Regions from separate parts of the Hordeum vulgare genome. Here region 1 is linked to region 2. Evidence: chromatin contacts called from public Hi-C data. All regions are on one chromosome and are shown on one strand. The core of a region is the stretch at or near the end of the contact, and the rest is flanking DNA. Distances in the headings are between cores, read along the strand shown.

Region 1 (5,193 bases), core at 466-2,965, 550 kb before region 2:
AAGTGAGAGCATGCTTTACTTAGGCCCTGTTTGTTTCATAAGTCCTAGGACTTTTTTAAGTCCCAACTTATAAGTCCCGAGTCCCTACCTGTTTGTTTACAGGGACTTATAAGTCCCGAGTCCCTACCTATTTGTTTACAGGGACTTATAAGTCCATATTTTTCAGTTATTATTATACAGGAAACTAGATGAATCATCTTTTATTCTGTTCTTGACCTTTGGCGTGGGGACAACAACCGATGCTAATACCTCCCTGTCTACGAAGCAGCAAAAGAATCCCTGTCTACGATGCTATTAGCAAGAATCACCAGGAAACTGGATTAATTGCATCGCCGAGGCAGAAATGGGCGACGGGACGGGGCGGCGGGGGGACGGGGCGACGGGCGACGGGACGGGACTAACCGAGGCAGAAACGGGCGACGGGACGGGGCGGCGGGGGGACGAGCCGAGGCCGACGGGACGGGACGGCGGGGGACGGGGCGACGACTGGGCGGGCGGCTACTCCAGCGATGCGGGGCGGTGGGGCGGCGGCAGGGCGGGCGGCGACGGGGCGGGCGGCGACGGCGATTGGGGCTGGGAGCGACGCGGGGTAGGGCGGTGGGGCGGCGGCGATTGGGGCTGGGAGCGACGCGGGGTAGGGCGGTGGGGCGGCGGGCACTGATCGGTGCGGGAAACAACGCGGGCCAACGAGTATAAGTCCCAATAAGCTCCTCCCTGAGAGTCTTATTTGATAAGTCCCAAATCATCACAATAAGTCCCAATAAGTCCCTTGTGTTTGGTTTAGGTGGGACTTATAGGGACTTCTTTAAGTCCCTAAACCAATAAGTCCCTGGAAACAAACACCCTCTTATATTAGTTCTTCAGTTTTATGGTTTAAAAAAAATTAGGGCCATATTTTGATTTTCGTCCGGGCCCCCAAATTTTTGGAGAAGGCCCTGGCGGCCAGGTATGGAACAGGCCATAGTGCTTTTGTTTTCAATTTTGTCAAGAAACTTGTGCACCACATCAAATCTGCAACAGAATAGAATGTAAGGTGATATGCAGCTCCCAGCATCAAGTGAAAGCATGAACCGAAGAAAAAAGGGGAGGCATCCTACATCCCATCCACTTCTGCTCTTTGCTGTAAAAAGGCTATAGCAATGGAAATACTGCAGGCACATTCACTACCATGGAGACACGGGCACTACCTAGGGAGCCACTTACAAGCATCAGCAAGAGCCACAGTTCCTTGGGTGATTCCGATCCCAAAACCTTCTCTAAATAAGAGCCACAGTATGTGTCCCAATCCCTCCGAAATTACACAAATCCATGTCCAGTACCACAAATCCAACATCCGGAGTACCACAAATCCAAGCAATTCACACAGCGTAACCGCAAACACAACCGATTACATAAAAGGTACGCTTGGTTAGGAGATCGATCGCCGATACCTGCATGCAGTTCTCGTCCCAATCATGGCCGAAGCGGATGATAACTAGCCGCTCCTCCTCGGCGAGGATGGCCTGGTCCACAGCCCATCCGGAGTGCAGGTGCGGCAGCAGGTAGGACATCGCCGCCTCGCGCTCGTCGCCGGTGGCCCCCGCTGATCGGCGAGGAGATTTGGGGATTTGGAACCACAGAACCGGTAGCCAGCAGACGGCGGAGGTGGAATGTGGAACGCAACACACTGAGATTCGATCGATTCTTTTTTTCCTTCGCAAAAAGGAAGAAGAGATATTCGGTAGAACCGCCTCGAACACCATGGAAACTTCCCGAGACTGCGCGATTTGCCGCGGCCCATGGCCCAATTGAGGACTTGTGTTAGGAGGCCTGCTGACTACACAGCACGAAAGAATAGGTTTTTGACATGTCGGCCCACTTAAGGTGAGCAGGCTTTTTTACGTTGTTCTAGTTGTTCTTTCAGATTCTAAAAAGAAAAAGAGTTGTTCTTTCTTTTCTCAAAAAGAAAAGTTTCTTTTTAATTTATTTTACTTATTCTAAAAAAAACTGCAAAAAGGCCATAGGGCATAAATTAAGTCGCACAACACCTTACAAAATGATCCTTACAGTCCTTACGGAAAATGAAAAATGCATCCAAATCTTTATGTGTCGAAGTGTTCGTACTGTTGTATCCATAGACGGTGCGCTGTAAGCAAATCTCGTTGTCTTCTTTAAACCTAAGACGGATCTAAAGGCACACACACCATCTTTCACATGCCACCTAACGAAACGAGTAAGCATCACCCAAACAAAGGGTGAGACCAAGAAACCTCATCACCATGAAGACCTACCTAATGCCAAGTGGGGAAACACATGGGTCCCATCGATAGATCCGGTCCTCCTGCACACCCACTCCGGTGAATCCGACAAAGAAGGAGGTCAGCGATCTGCTAGCAGAGGAGGATGACCGTAGAGGAAAAACCCTAGCTTTAATAATTACATCCAAGTAGATACTCGTTTTTACAAAATTTAAATTAAAAAACAAGTACTAGGAGCATACTACTGTAAAGGGTGCGCTTTATTGTGGGTATTATTAGAAGATTTCAGTAAACTCATTTCAAAATATGTATGTGTAAGTTCTTTTTTAAGTATAGAGTTGCAATGTTTAAGTGCACACTGAAATATCAAAATTTGGCACAGTTAATGCAATTTCAATGGTCACATCTTTTGCGAAATCATAAACTTAGGTTAAACCTAATATGCGAAGTAAGTGAAATGGAGAGAGTATGTATTTTCATGAAGATACATTTTTTCGTAAAAGGGGTGTATCTTTTCATAAAGACATTTATTTTTGAGTCGAGCGTTTCAATGCCCAGGCCCATGTGCATCCGGTCAAAAAATGACAAAACAATAAAAAAAACATTCCAAAATTTCTAAAAAAAAGCATGGTACAAAATTTATTGCGTGAGGTCCGATCCAATTTTCAGGTCATTCAGACATCTGAGTAACTCTTAGAAAAGACAAATCGGTTCAGAACATTGCATGAAAAGTAAACTTTTTTAAAATGAGACAAAAGACTTGCCTTTTCATTGAATAAGAAGAAGAGGGTGTTACAGAAGTTCAGTCTCGCCAAGCGGGAATATTACATAAGCCTACCCTCGCGGCATCAAATTACGCAAATGCTTAGCACCCGCCAGAGCCCAGATGGACGCATCATCCTTAATAATCTGCACAATCACGACCATCGAGGCAGCGTTGGATCTGAATACTCGGGCATTTCGCTCCAGCTCACAAGATGGAGCAAGGATGCCAAGGCTTTTCTTGACAGAGCGTTGTTGGTGATAATTTCATCCCACCATGCTCTCACCATGGCGTAGTTGGGCCAAAGAATTGTATTGGCATCCAGATGCAACCACGTGGGGACCTCATTCCTAACCCGAACGGAAAAGCGGCACTTGAACATGAGGTGTGTCGCAGACTCTCGCACTTGATTGCATAAGGGGCATCGATCGCGGTTGGGCCATCCACGGCGCTGGAGTCTGTCCACCTTCCAGATCCTATTTTGCGTGACCAACCATGCAAAAAAATTACACTTGGGAGGGGCCTAAGCCTTCCAAACGATGGTTTGCAAGTTTGAAAGAGTAAGACCTGCAAATTGCGCAAAATAGGCCGTCTTGACAGAATAGGCCCCATCATTGAAAAGCTTCCATAGGATGGTGTCCTGGACACCCGGTTGGATATCGACATCGATGAACTTGCTCCACAGAACAACAGATTATTCAATATGGACGGGCGATAATCCAGTTCATGTGTCAATCAATATGACGACACTCTAAATTTGTCTTTTTTGCCGTGAGTTGCTCAGATATTCAAGTAATTTAAAATTAAAGCGGACCTCACGCATCAAATTATCTATCATGTAATTATTTTGAATATTTTTTATTTTTTAGTATTTATTTTGATTTTTTTATTCAATGCGGGTCTGGACTCAGATGTGGATTGTCACATGTTTTTCGTTATGTGACGTGTATTTTCACGAAGAGAATCTTTTCACTGACATCTTTCCATTAATGGTGTGTGTGCATATTTTCACGAATAGACATATTTTCGCTAAGAGACATGTATTTTCAGAAACAAGCATCCGTCCAAGTTCCATCAAGGGACGTGTATTTTAAGAAAATGTCATGACTATTCGTAGGCTGACTACCAGGATCTGATGTACTTGATTGATCATTTTCATTTGTATAATCCAACGACTGTTTTTTTAGGATGACATGGCCTAACATGTATCCTGCATTAGGAGTCAAATTTAGAATGAAAAGGGACATGAGATTTTCTCTAGGTCTTTCTCCCCATGTAATTAGAAACAACATCATGTGGGAGACGATAGCAAAAATATCTTTTGGCCCAACACACATAACGTGTGATGTGAACCAACGCAAATCATTATATCCCCTTTCCTTCCTCTCGTCTTCAAAGTCACAGGCTCCCACTAACCACACTCTGTGTTCACGCTCTCACTACTTCACATCCTTGAAAGAAGTAACTGATCCGCATCCGCTTTTAAGTCCATGAGATACTCCGGTCCTGCAATGCCGATCCATGAGGCCATCAAGGTGGAAGACGAGGAGGAGGTTGCCATTGGCAACTTTGGTACATCAGGCCAGGTGCGCGGCGGCCAACAGGACTGCATGGCCATCTTCAGGAACGCCGCTCCTCATCCCACACCGGTCAGCAGTGGCATATTGTTTCATTTGAAATTTAGAATTTAGTGCTGTATTTTTGAACGTATTGCTCCACAACGATAAGGATTTGCATGTGTGCTGTCATATATTTTCTCAACACATTATTACTTTTTTTTCTTTTCCTTTTTCTTTTTGGAAAAGGAGGAAACGGCAACACAGTATTACTTGTAAGTTCTGAATTTAAATCATTTCCTCCCTGAGTAGTTAGTTTGCATGTGTGCGCATGGCATCTCGTGTATGGTATGAAATCTATGGGTTATCTTAATATCACAGTGCTAGTAGGTGGTACAGTATATGTGTGCCTCTTGCATAGCCAGAAACATGCAACGGTAAATGTTTTAGAGCACTCTTTTTGCTTACTTCCATTTGATTTTTCGCTTATTTTTCAGACTTGTGCATATGTGGTGTATGGACCTTGGTAGTTGATTTATAAAGCACAATGAAAACTTGTCTCGAAAAGATGTTTTGTTTCAGTTTTGAAAGCATGGTTTTTAACTACTTGTTTGTTGATGGATAGAAAACATAATAA
Region 2 (5,323 bases), core at 766-3,265:
GGGAAGATTAGGGGACACGCCACATATTCAGATAAAGTATGAGCATCCTTTTTGGGAATAAACAATAAACAAAATACAACCAGATGTGTAGCAACAACAAAAAAGTGCATTCTCGATTTTCTTTGGCCAAACTTTATAGCTACAAATCGAGAATGCGTAAGCATTTCTCAGTTCTAGTGAACCCAGTAGGATCCAGAACATCTCATGTAACATCGGTCAGATTAGGTACAACCATGGAAATAAATGACATGGGATGTGTCCTATTTTGATTTTTCCAAGTACTAGCTCTTCTTCAGATTCTAGCGGCATACCACATTCACATGTCTTACATCTGCACTCTATCAGTAATGCTTTTGTTCTATCAATAATGTGCCAGGAAGCTAGACACCTAGACATACTATTTGTTTGCATTGCTTGCAGAAATACAACAGTGTCATATTTTGTAATTAATTCTAGTCTATGTGCCAAAACCAAATGCTGAGACAATCATTGAATGAACTTAAAATAGCAGAGCCGAAATAAAGACAAACAGAAGACCGGGCGTGCAGAAAGAATGTGTATAACCAGTGCTCCACATAGTTGTATGGTTTTTAGAATTCAAAAAGAAAATCCATTATGCAGAACAGATACATACATTTATGGTTGAGCAATACTTACCAATCGCACCAATTGCATCCAGACGATCTGCATCTTGCACGATTGCAAACTCAAGAGTGGTCTCTGCATTAAGCTTCTTTGAAACCTCATTTTTGAATCCTGCAGTTAAGATTCCAGGTGTAACTTTGTAAGAGTTAGACATACATTGTGCAATGGTATTAGAAAAGATCTCATACACACTAAGCACTACTAACGGGTATCGGATCAAGTAACAGATAACAATGGCAATCTTTGAAATAGCACAATGAAGTTTTATTTATTGCATAAAAAATTTGAGAATTGATGTTTGAAGAGATAATATGGACTGCTACTAAGCAAAATCATATACAGAGAAAAAATTAACATGCAGAATAAGCCGCAGCCCGCATGCAGGCATTTAAATTTTTTGGGTGAACTACACTAGAAAGAACTAAAATTTGAACAAAGTGCTCCAAGTGAGCTGTAGCATCGACCGAAAAGGAAAAAACATGGTACATGAAGCTGCTCCTTTTTCAATTATACAATATAACAATTCATCAAAACATGCACAAAGATGGACAACTCACCCATCCCTGTAATAATGGCCACTATTTCCTCCTTCTGTCCCTCCTCGAGACCCACCTCTCCAAGAAACCTTTTGACGATGCTCATATCCTCCGCATTATCCCTATCCATTCATCCCATCAGATACACTTACCAAGCATAGAACACTCCTCAACGACCGTACAAGACAATGTCACCGTAAAAAGAACATTACAAGACAACTACGAGACTTCTAGTATGAGATAAGCGGTTTAGCTAACTCTGACTCAACTTCGCTCTCACTCTCCAAGATCGAAAGAAGATACTATTTAGCAAAGCAACGAGAAGTTTACTCACTTGGTATACTTGTAATCACCTGCACGAACAGAGATAGCGATAAACGGGAGTTCCCCATCAGTTTTTTGTTCAAATGAGAGCTAATCGGCTCAAGCAAATCCGTACACAAAATCAATAACGAAGCAGCAGGGCAACTGCGACTTACCGATGTCGTGCAGGAGTGCAGCCAGTTCCACCTGCAGCAGTAACCCCCTCACGGATTAAACCAAAAATGTCGATAAACAAAATTCCGCTCATCAGGTGGAAGAATTGGCGAGGGGCTGTTACGACTTACGATGAGGAGGCGGTCCGGGGAGGAGACGCCCTGCTCGGCGGCGAGGGAGAGCGCGAGGTCCCGGACGCGGAGTGCGTGAGCGGCGTCGTGGGAGGCGTCGCGCCCGCTCATCTCCCTCTCCACTAGCTCCTCGGCACACCGCACCGCCGCCGTCATTTTTCTGTGCGCGGTGTGCAGAGCAGGAGGCGGCTGAGAGTCCGTTGGGGTCGGGGGCTGCTAGTGAGACACGGACAGAGAGATAATTGCACGTATCATTCCCGAACTTGCCGGCGAGGTCCAACTTTCATTCTGCAACTTGAGTATTGATCCAATACAGTCTTGATACTTACAAATACATCCACACTACGGTCCTGGAACTTAGGCAGCCAGTCCTGGCTCTACACTTGCGTACGTATCGCATATCAGCTTGCGTGCCACGTCATCACGGGTCCCGCCCGTCAGCCCCGGGCCCAGTAGTCATCGTGGAGCCCACCAGTGAGTGCGCGGCGCGGTGGTCATTTTGCGTTCCCCCCCCCCCCCCCCGTCTCTCTCTCTCTCCACTTCTCATTCTCTTCCCCAACTAAAAACAGAGGAAGGAGCAGAGCACTGTGAAAGGGCGCGGCAGCGGATGATCAGCGACCCGGCGGTCGTCCGATGGTAGTTCCTGAGGCGGAGGAAGCGACTTCGCCGTTGCCGCAGCCCATAGGAGTGATCTCGGCGATGATGAAGGACCCTCGACGACGGCTCGACGATCCAGAGCTTTGTGTTATCTATGCCAAGATCTTGTTTTAATACAGTCAAGAATTATCTGCGGGCTTTTGTATCTTCACTTTGCACTACTGCATGAGCCACACGAAATATGCAATCATTAGGATCCATTCCTATTACATTTAAAAGCACACCTCCATATTGTGTCTTCAAATGGCAGCCATCTAGAAAAATAACAGACCTACAAACAGATAAAAAAAACCTCTTGCATGCATCAAATGAGAAATAACATTTTTTAAATTACCCCTTATCTGAAAGTTCAACAAAGAAAGTGCTATCAGGATTAGATCTCCTCAACTCATTTGCATAGTCCCACAATAAATTGTATTGTACAATCTCATCACCATATATGATATCATATGCAATCTTCATAGCTCTCCCTAACTTGCCCCTTTTAATTTTCATATTCCAATTTTCTTGCACAAAACCTGCTAAGTTCTTCAATGAAATCTTCTCATATGCCCTAATCTTGTCAACATATTTGTGAGCAATGTACCTAGCTGTAAAGGCTCTAACTTGCCACTTCTTCTCACACGTATGCTCACCATTGAATGTCTTCGCCATAATTGAATTTGTCCTATTGTCCCAAGATGCATAGAGATACCAAGGGCATCCTTTCTCACACTTTGCACCAAGCCTTATTTTGTCATTGTTTGGGAATGTGATGTTCACCCTCTCTTTGCAAGTGTAATCTCTAACTGCTTTCCTCAAGAGCTCCACTGAAGAAAACAATTGGCTTGCATGGAACTGGGGCTCATGCATATCTGCAGCAGTAAAAGATTTGAAATTAAATTTCATTTCATCTACATCTAAATCTGGAGCTTCAAATTCCTCATCTTCAGAGTAGCACTCTTCCACCACCCTCCTCCCTTTCCTGTCTTGTAGTGGGCGAAGCTTCTCCTGCAACAAATCCTCATCCCAATCCTCTGAGTCATAGTCACTGTCAATAATTTCACGAATATAATCACTGTCAGAAGTATCTGAATCTAAATATTGTTCTTCACCCTCTTCTATATTTTGTCCTCTTGGTCTTAGTCTGACAAAGAATTGGTCATGACTCTGAATTTCATGATTTTCATCCACAACACTATAAGATGTGTTGCTTTCATTTAGATCTATGTTATCATTTGCATTGCTTGACTTCTTCATTGGACTGAAAACAACAGGAATTTGTGCTACTGGATTAGCAACAACATCATCCCATTCAGCTCCTCCTCCAGAAATGTGGCTATCCAAATGATCGAGGTATATTATTTGAAATTGATGCCCATACGATCTAGGTGTGCATCATTGCGCAATAGCCTAGCAGCACCTTCATTAATCTGACAACCACGGGGCAATCAGTAGATATCAATTATGCCAGCCTTTTCATAACCCAAGTGCTCTAATAATTCTTCAAAAATCTGTAATATGCCCACTCCATCCAAATAGCACCTATTGTTGCCATTGCCAAAGAAAAATCCACCATGTATCACCTCAACAGTGAACCACCCACTGTAATTCACTGCAAAAAAATACTAAAAGTTCAATCTTTGAACTGTACAGTAACAAAACCCTAGCAGAATTCCACAGAATTACAGAAAATGTGCTAACACAAATGACTACGATTGTGCAGATGACACAATCGAAACAAAGCAGCGCAATTTGGCCCAAACTCGCGCCTAAGTAGTTCGTCGGCAAATCATACCGTACGTCGGAGCCGGCTCGCCGTCGAGGGCCCTCCACCATCGCCGAAATCAGCCCTATGGGTTGCAGCGACGGCGGAGTCATTTCCTCCGCCTCGGGAACTACCATAGGACGGTCGTCGGCTCGCTGATCATCCGCCGTCGCGCCCTCTCACAGTGCTCTCCTCCCTTCTCTGTTTTTAGTCGGGGAAGAGAAGGAGAAGTGGAGAGACAGAGAGACAGGGGAGACGTGGGGCAACGCAAAATGACCACCCCGCACCCGCAGACAAGCTAACCCGTGATAGGGAAGGTCCTGGAGAAGCGCCCGCGTGGTGTTCAATTTGCAGCTTTCCCTTAGGTCAATGAAAAGAAAATCGACGATCCGTCCAACGGCGCTCCAACCGAGGAGATCACGCACTGGTACACTGAGGCCACTTCTAGTGCATTGGTGCTAAGCACATTAAATATGTTAGCAACTAAAATGCTCAATGCATAGGTGCTTAGCTTATTGTAGCTAAGCCTCCTTATTTAATGCTTTAACAAACTAAAGTTGTGCATGCATTGGTGCATTTCTTTTATTTAATTGTTTTACCTAGGTTCACACGCTTAGCATTGTTTCTTCCTGGGTCACCACACTCATCTCTCTTCTATTAATTAGCTTGCCACATCAGATTTTTTACCTATGTGACAACCTTAGCACTTAGGCTACTCCCAATGCTCCACTTTGTACAGGTGCTAAGGTTGTCACATAGGCAAAAAAATCTGATGTGGCATGCTAATTAATAGGAGAGAGATGAGTGTGGTGACCCCAGGAAGAAACAATGCTAAGCGCGTGAACCTAGGTAAAACAATTAAATGAAGGAAATGCACCAATGCATGCATAACTTTAGTTACAAAAGCATTAAATAAGGAGGCTTAGCTACAATAAGCTAAGCAACTATGCATTGGGGACTTTAGTTGCTAAACTATTTAATATGCTTAGCACCTCATCTTAACACCAATGCATTGGAAATGACCTTATACAAGATGGAGCATTGGGAGTAGCCTGAGGCTGGCATGAATTCATCTAGTATGCGGCAACCCATAGGGAGATCAATCCTTCCTTTTCTTTATTATTTATTAA

The links. Hi-C and Micro-C count contacts between places; a contact is called where the count stands out from the background.
Region 1: a contact with region 2 is called in a Hi-C map of leaf, with 7 times the contacts expected there. The contact joins the promoter of LOC123431930 here to the promoter of LOC123431792 in region 2. A contact is called at or near these places in 2 of 6 Hi-C or Micro-C datasets (leaf and seedling).

Annotation. Positions count from the first base shown.
Region 1 is chr1H:294,996,135-295,001,327 of MorexV3_pseudomolecules_assembly, reverse strand. LOC123431930 (thioredoxin-like protein YLS8) reads right to left here and starts at 1,715. Exons shown (of 2, transcript XM_045115359.1): 1 at 1,431-1,715. The coding sequence starts at 1,550.
Region 2 is chr1H:294,446,785-294,452,107 of MorexV3_pseudomolecules_assembly, reverse strand. LOC123431792 reads right to left here and starts at 2,015. Exons shown (of 7, transcript XM_045115357.1): 1 at 1,790-2,015; 2 at 1,661-1,691; 3 at 1,516-1,534; 4 at 1,203-1,303; 5 at 658-756. The coding sequence starts at 1,945.